Linked DNA regions of Mus musculus: region 1 is linked to region 2. The links are chromatin contacts, called in public HiChIP or PLAC-seq maps. All regions are on one chromosome and are shown on one strand. The core of a region is the stretch at or near the end of the contact, and the rest is flanking DNA. Distances in the headings are between cores, read along the strand shown.

Evidence for each region. HiChIP or PLAC-seq counts read pairs in DNA pulled down with a chosen protein or histone mark.
Region 1: a contact with region 2 is called in an H3K4me3 HiChIP or PLAC-seq map of forebrain, with 8 times the contacts expected there. The contact joins the promoter of 1700029J03Rik here to the promoter of Rcan1 in region 2. A contact is called at or near these places in 8 of 39 promoter capture datasets (the HPC-7 cell line, cranial neural crest, embryonic stem cells and 4 more), 14 of 115 datasets of contacts at active chromatin or transcription factors (embryonic forebrain, embryonic hindbrain, embryonic limb bud and 8 more) and 1 of 9 other capture datasets (adipose tissue).

Annotation. Positions count from the first base shown.
Region 1 is chr16:93,456,548-93,460,506 of GRCm38.p6, forward strand. 1700029J03Rik (RIKEN cDNA 1700029J03 gene) reads right to left here and starts at 2,325. Exons shown (of 3, transcript NR_040494.1): 1 at 2,146-2,325.
Region 2 is chr16:92,464,186-92,468,223 of GRCm38.p6, forward strand. It overlaps Rcan1 (regulator of calcineurin 1), which reads right to left and starts at 1,984. Exons shown (of 4, transcript NM_001081549.2): 1 at 1,648-1,984. The coding sequence starts at 1,893. Gm46555 (a long non-coding RNA gene) reads left to right here. Exons shown (of 4, transcript XR_003951847.1): 4 at 1-1,649.

The DNA of each region.
Region 1 (3,959 bases), core at 1,075-3,574, 990 kb after region 2:
ATCTCCAACGGGGGCCTTGTCTATTCATTTAGGGACCCTTGGCTACTCTGCCGCCTTCCTTCAAACAAGGCTGATAGAGACAGAGTGTTAAATAGATTATGCGTTGGTGGCTGGGATAGAAAGATAGAACTCATCTTCAGCAATGAAGTGTTAGAGAATCAGCTAGAAAACAAACTGGTCAGACTTGACGTTGCTGCTGCGTGAAGCAGGCTTCCGGCCATGCGTGGAGGAGGTCGGACCCCTCTAGGATGCTTCCAGCCTCAGGGTCCTGGCATGAGAAACCCAGTCTGGGAGCATCCAGGGCTTCCTTCATCTGTGGACCTTTCTCTCCAACATCAGAAGGAACCCGGCAGTTGGCCAACAGGCACACATTCCAGACACACACCCAGCTAATGAAAACCACACACAGGCGGGAAAGGAGATGAGCATTACCTGCGCCACGGACAATCTGGAACGAGGGAGGCAGATGGAAAATCGCCTCAGGGACTTTACTCAGAATCTGCTACATCTAAGCAGGAATCGAGTTTCTCAAAAATAAAACCGTTCTGTTTACAAACATACTGTTTTTGCCAAAGAGAATTCTTTATTTTAGGTGCTTTGGGAAAACTGCAGAGTCCTTGAGTTTAGGGCCAAAGACGCCCAAAATGTTGCAATCCTAAACCTTTGGCCGTGACAAAAACATGTTTGCAAGTGGAAACTTTTCGGTGTGGGGCTTCTCCTGCTGTTTTGTTTGGGTGTGTGTTTGCTTGCTTGCTTGGTGCCAAAGGATTTCCTCCAAGGCTTCCCAGAAGCAGGGAGCTGGGGTCAGCACTCCTTGGTGTGTTGGCCTCCGGCCACTTGTGCCCCTCCTCAGACAAACTGAACAGTTTGAGAAGGGGGAAAAAAAGTCAGCTTGGGGAGCTATTGTCTCCCTGCCTCCAAAGTAGTTGGGAATTTTTGTTTGTTTTACTGCTGTTGTTTTGCTTTTGTTTTTTAAGATTTCCTTGTTTTATGTATGTGAGAACATTGTTGCTGTCTTCAGACACACCACAAGAGGGCATCAGATCCCATTACAGATGGATGTGAGCCACCATGTGGTTGCTGGGAATTGAACTCAGGACCTCTGGAAGAGCAGTCAGTGCTCTTAACCACTGAGCCATCTCTCCAGCCCCTTCAAGTGTGTGTGTGTGTGTGTGTGTGTGTGTGTGTGTGTGTGTGTGTGCCACATGCAAGGCTTTTTTGGGTTTTTGGGTTTTTGGTTTTTTTGCTGTTGTTGTTGTCGTTTGTTGTTGTTTGTTTTTTGTTTTGTTTTGTTTTTTGATTTTTTTGTTTTTTTACCCTTGGTTCTGGCAATCTAGATTCAGGTCCTCATTGTTGCATCCAGCACCCTCCCAACCCTGCCTTTAGGGGAGAATTGGATGTCCACAGTTGACTCTCCATTAGCCAGCCCTTCCCTTTCCACCTCTCGGCTATACCAGTGACAGTTTCATATATTTACAATGGCTCTTGGCCTATCAAAACCAGGCATTGAGGGAGGCCCAGCCCCTCAAATAGATCCTCATGGGAGGCAGGGACAATGGCTGTGCCCTCAGCCTCTGGTTCACTCTGAGTGTGCTGGAAGCCGCTCGCTCATTCTGCTCTTTGCCTCTCAATTGGTCGCTCTGAGAGAATAAGGAGTCCAAGCAGCACACCCAACACAGGACAAAGACAAACCGAAGCAGGAGACCGGGGGCTGGACCTGATGGAGTACTGAGGCCAACACAGGGCTCAGGGCGGCACTCAGCCTAGACGGGCAGCTGAGAGAGAAGAGAACGGCACCCAAGTAAGTCCTGAGAGTCCAGGGGAACCGAGTTCAAGGGCCACCGTGGTTACCTGGGTAGCAGCGGGCTGTGCACCAGCATCACACGGCACTCCACCGTCATCCATCTTCTCTAGAGCGACGCCCAAACTCCCTCAAACTCCCTCTGAGTTCAGTGAGGACCTCAGCGCCTCGTGAGCCAAACATGATGAGCCCATCTTGAGAGTCAGAAAGGGCGTTCCGTCCCCGTGCCCCCCCCCCCCACCTCTGTTCCTTGTGATCCGTACTACCTCTGAGTCAGGACTGTCCTGTGTCTTCGACCACACGGGGACGGGGACTGTGCTTTCTGCCTACAACACTCTACTTACATCGGCCTAACTTCTGCTCGTTTTCAGACCATTTCAGACAGCCTGTGGGTCACCAGGTCTCCTCCTCCAGGAAGCCCCATGCTTTCGCCAGCAGCAGTGATTCCCACTGGCCAAAATAACAATACATTAAAGAGACCTCAAAGGTAAGCAATGGTGTTGACATCAGAAACTGGTCGCCTCGGAATCCAGCGATGAGGTCACCCCTAGGCAACAGGGACGCTCATGCGTCTGTTGCCATGGCAACCGCCACACATCATTCCCCCCCCCCCCCCCCAATGTGCGCCTCACCTGCGCACTTCACCTGCGCACCTGATATTCATGGTTACATCCCGGCCTGAATAAAAGGCAGGGCCCCAGACCCCTCTCCCCTTCTTTGTTCCCCTCATTCCTCCTCCTCACCCCCTCTTTCCCCAGTAAATCTCTTCTCATAGAGCTGTGCTGCTGTGGTGTGATCTGTCCAGATACAAGCCACCTTCTAACACAACAGTTGGGCAGTGGTACCACGCGGCCAGCAGGCCAGCAAGAACCCTGTCCCTTGGGAGAGCTTCAGCTGCTGGGTGGTAGCGAGATGTCTGTCACTGTTGTGGGTGGTAGCGAAATGTCTGTCACTGTGGCAGACGCTACATTTCTAGAAACGTGAGTTTTCCTCTCTGCCTCTCCAGCCTGAAGGGAGGAGCATCCAGATCTCTGCCTCCGCCAGAAATCCTCTTACAGGATGTGAGTGTTGGGGGAGGGGAGGCATTCGGTAATTTCCCTCTCTACCTTGCTGCCCTGAGACAGCATCTCTCTGAATCAGAATCTGCTGCTTTGAGCAGGCTGGTTTGTTCCACACTCTCTGCATTGGCCCGTCTCTGCCCCCAGTGCTGGGCCTGAAAACACTGGAGTTTTTGTACAAATATCAGGGATCAGGAGTCAAGTTCTCATGCTGGCCTCTCACCCAGTGAGCCGCTCCTCGGGCCCTCCCCTTACACTCTATGAGCTGGAATTAGTTTGCATATCCGTCATTCTGCCAAGGGGGTACATATGGCACAAGTGACATTATCACTCGACCACCCCTGGGGACTCCACATGGGCTCAGCTTCCTCTGAGGTGCTTGGCTGAAGAGCTGAAGAGCAGGAGTGGCTCTCTGATTAAAGATGTTATCTAGAAAAAAAGTTAGAAGCGGCAGGCAGTTGGTGGGATTCATCTTGTTCTATGGTCCTTGAAGAGACTTAGCATCCTTGTTGAAGACGTTGCCTGACCTGGAGATAAAAACCTGGCCTTCTACCCACCACTGCACACAAGCTCTCTGCTCTCCACCGTCTCTGCATACTGAAGCTCCATCACCCTGAGGAGACTTTCTGAACCCTCCAGCCACACACACACTGTCCCCAGTACTGTGACCTATACTCCGATGTTATCACATAGCAGTCTTTCTTAACATTTTCGGACTGTAAAAGCCCCAGAATGACAAGTCAGATGTGCCTTGCTTACCCTGAGGTCTGGCCAGCATCTGTCTCTGTGCTCGGTACATATGAGATGCTCTACAAACAGCCGTGAGTGAACAGAAGCCCTAAGTCAGCATCCAGGATGGAACATCTGCCCCTGAGGGCCACTGTGCCTCTGCTGTGTGTGCCTGGGCAAGTTGCTGAGCCTCTTGCAAACAAAATTAAAACTCCTGGAGGTCTCCAAGACCCTTATCAGGGCTTCTGATGAACAAATTGCTACAATGTAATAAAAATCTACCCTTCCGCTGTGTGAAGTTCAGAAGCCAAGAAAGAGTCTGCTCTTCTGGAATCCCAGAAGAAGGATTCACCCCTTGCCTCTACCGTAGA
Region 2 (4,038 bases), core at 734-3,233:
TGCATATGCTGTATTATGCATATACTACATTATGCATACGCTGTATTATGCATATACTATATTATGTATATACTGTATTATGCATATGCTGTATTATGCATATGTTGTATTATGCATATGCTATATCATGCATATGCTATTTGCAAGCACCTACTGTTTTACATAGGAAACTTCACCACATGTGGATTTTAGCATCAGAGAGATGTCAGTGGTGGGGCTGTGCTCAAGAGCACCCCTGTCATGTGCTTCTTCCCTGAGGTCTGTCTGTCTCCACACCTTCCAGAATCCAAGCTCTATGAAAGTGACAAGCCTGGCAAACTCTCCACTTCCTCCTGAGTCTGAAACCACGCCTGGAAACCAGCATCAGTCCTTAGCAATCACCACCTTATCATTCCAAGAGTGTTGTCATCTTTGCTCATTGGACGCACAGCAGCCAACGCCTTCCTTCTCAGACCTCTACTCCCTGAGCCCTCCTCCTTCTCCCTAGAGCACCGTCGTCGCCTTCTGCTACCGCTGATATTTACCTTTTCTGTTTCCCTCAATCAAACATGTCAGCAAAGCTTTCAGCCCTTGGCACTGAGTCCACATGTCAATGAAGTGGAGCTGAAGGTCGCTGCCAAGAGAGACACCACTGTGTCTTGGTTATTTATAATTTATACGGCCATTTACTTTCAGAGAGGATTTACAATGGCTATGCACACGCTTCAGGACATCCTGTGTAGAGAGAGCAACAATTGTCACAGCTCGGGGCTTTTCTCATCGCTCTCTGCCGGTTGAGCTCTCGCCAGCACTTCAAACCTCTTTTAGGGATCTCAGGCTCTCTTTTTCTGTCTGAAGCAAGATCAGTTCAGAGTGAGACTGCATTTGTCTGGGTGCCTAGTATCCTGGAACAGCATTGTCTAAGGCTCTGCCCACTTGGCCAGTCACTCATTTCCACATTTATTAAGATTCTGTTGTGAGGCTGTTCTGGGATCGGAAGATACAGCAGAGAATCAAATTGCATTTTTGCCTTTAGGGCAAGTGCTCGATGAATTATCACCTGAAGTGGCCAAGGGAACTGTTCATGGTCCGTTGGGGTTTAGCCCCTGCCCTGCATTTACTGTCAAAGGAAGGGTGCAGCTCATTCATTGGGAGGACGGAGAAAACAGACGTGACTCACCGTTCATAAATAGACTACGCTCTGCGTTCTCAATCTGCACTATTGGAAGAAAAGCCAGTGTTTGGGTGAGGATCCTGGCTGCTCATTATCTTGCGGTTGATTGGCCAGTTTTGGTTGAATGCGGTTGGGGGGAAAGTCTTTCCTAAGCCTTTAGGATATTTAGTTCACCCTTAAAGGAGCGACATGCCACCATCAGGGTCACTGAGTACATTAGGAATTGTTCCTTCCTCGCCCAAATCCACACAAATTTGACACCCTGGGAAGGAGATGGGGCAGGTCTGAGTAACCAATCATGGTACTTGGGAGGAGGAATTGATTTCTGATCTTCAATGATCCCGTAGAACACGACCTGGACTATGTAGGCTGTGCAAAAGAAAGCTCGTCTCCAGTGTCTGAGACCCCTGGAGCAGGGCTTCGGCCCGTCCCCGCCCCGGCCGCGCCCCGCAACAAGTGTCCGCCCTCCGCCCCGACGGAGGCCCGGTCCTCACCCGGCACAGGCCGTCCACGAACACGCGCGGGTCCAGGTGGCAGGCGATGGTGGCGCTCGGCAGGTCCTGCAGATCCACCTCCTCCATCTCGCAGTCGATGAAGCTCCAGTCGCCGCCGCCGCCCCCGTCCCCCTCGGCAGCCGCAGAGAAGGGCGCGAAGGGCCGCAGAGTCACCCTACGGGGCGCCCGTGCCTCGACCGCCTCCGCCACCTCTCCGAGCCGCGGCCCGGCCACGCCGTCCTCCATGCCCGGCGCGCGCTCCCTTAGCTCCGCTCCACTCGGCGCCGCGGCCGCCGGCTCCCGCTTCACCCTCTGGGGGTCACCGCGGCGCCGGGACGCCGCCTTCCAGTGCCCGCCCTGTCCGCCTCCGCCCCGCGCGGGAGGGGCGGCCAGCCTGCGCTCGCCGGCCTCGAATCGTAGCTCTCGCGGAGCCCAAGAACGTTCCCTTTAAGGTCGGCCCACTCGGGCCATCAAGTCCCGCCCTTCCTATAGAGCAGACCAATAATACGACGGGATTTTTGTCACGTGACACCCACTCTGCCGCCCTAAGCCTGAAGCCTTGGGGCGGCCATATTTGTTAGGGGCAGAGGCCTCTGGCCAGTTCTGCTTTTCTGACAGCTGGCGGTGCCTGTTGAAGGACACAAGCCGGGTGTTAGCCTGTGGAACGGTAACCCGGAGGCAGAGCTTCTGCGGTTCCCACGCGGCGACGTTTGGAAACACGCAGCCAATTTTAAGGACTTAAACTAAATCTAGTTAGAGGCTCTGTTCCGTAGACGTTAGCAGTGCTTAGATACTTAGTGCATATTGTCGCGGAATCACAAATAAGACTTGAGTAACATCGTGATATGGCCTTATGTTTATAGTTCAACGTGTTAGTCATTATGTTACTGTCCAATTTTTGGATAATTAGAAGCATTTTTTAGCACAAAATGAGTGGGTTTCAATAATTATTTTCATACATATATCGTGTATTTTGTGTATACACAGATAACACTGTATTTTGTCTCCCATCGCCCTCCCTCGTGCCTTTTCTCCAATTCTGCTGGCTGCCTCTCTTTCCTCTAAAAACTTCCCTTTCTGCTTTAGTATCTCAAGAAAAAGAAAAAAAGCTATGTGTATCAATTACTTTCCTGTTACTGTGATAAAATACCACGACCAAACAATTTATAAAAGAGTTTCTTAGTGTTCCATATAGCGTCCCAGAGGGATAAGTGTCCATTGTGGTGGCTAAGTAATAGGTATGGCAGCCGGAGGCAAGATGCTGAGAGATCAAATCTCAGCCACAACCATGAAGCAGGGACATGGAACTAGAAACAAACTAGATAGGTGAACTGTTTCTACTACCAAAGCCTGCCCCCGGTGGCTCACTTCCTCCAGGAAAGCCAAACTCCCTAGACCTCCCCACACAGTACTACCAACTGGGGACCAGTGTTCAAATGGCAGACTTCCCAGGAGACATTTCTCATTCAAATCCTTGTAGCAGGAGGGCAATGGGTCTCAACCTGTGGCTCTTGACCCCCTTGGAGGTCCAAGAACCGTCACGGGTTTTGCGTATAGATCTCCCACATATCAGACATTTAGACAACAATTGAACAGTAGCAAAACTGTAGTTATGATGCAGAACAACAAAATAATTTTCTGGTTGGGGGGGTCACCACAATATGAGGGGCTGTATTAAAGGGTCGCAGCATTAGGAAGATTGAGAACCATCGAAGTAGGAGATGAGGGAAGACATTGGGCCTTGGTTTGGTGGGGGGCGGTTCATTACAGGGAAACAAGACCTCAGGTGAGCATTGTGCCTGGACAGCTCATCAGAGTGAGAACTCCCGTGTGGGTTTCACCTTTCTGTTAATTGCCTGCAGAGCGAGGCAGATCCCCCATATGGGCAAGGATTCAGTACGCGCCCAGTAAGTGTTCCTCTGCTAGTGCAGTTAAGTTTTAGGGGGGTGTTGAGTTGGGTCTGTGTTTTCTCCTAAAGTAGGCAAGCTGTCTAGTCAGGAAGTGGATCTATTATCATACCCAACTAGAGCTGAGATTTATTCAAAGTATGGCATGTGTAAGGCCCTGGGGTCCTTGTGATGCCCTTGTGAATGGAAGAGAAGAAATAATTCGCAAAGCCCTGAGGGTGTGAGGATGGGGAGAAATAGACCTGTCTCAGGCCTGTCTCCTGGGAAAGGAAATCTACAGTCACCATGTGACCCAGAGGTTCTTCTTCTAGGTATAATCTAAAGAAAAATAAAATCATCCAGCCACACCACACAGACCTGCCGATGACATTTCCCGGCATCCGTGTTCACGCTGCTGTTCTTCATGCAGAGAACTGGAGTGGCCTGCGAGTGGCTGCGCCAGGATCGCACACAAGGGAAAGAAGTATTAACGTTGCCAACCCCG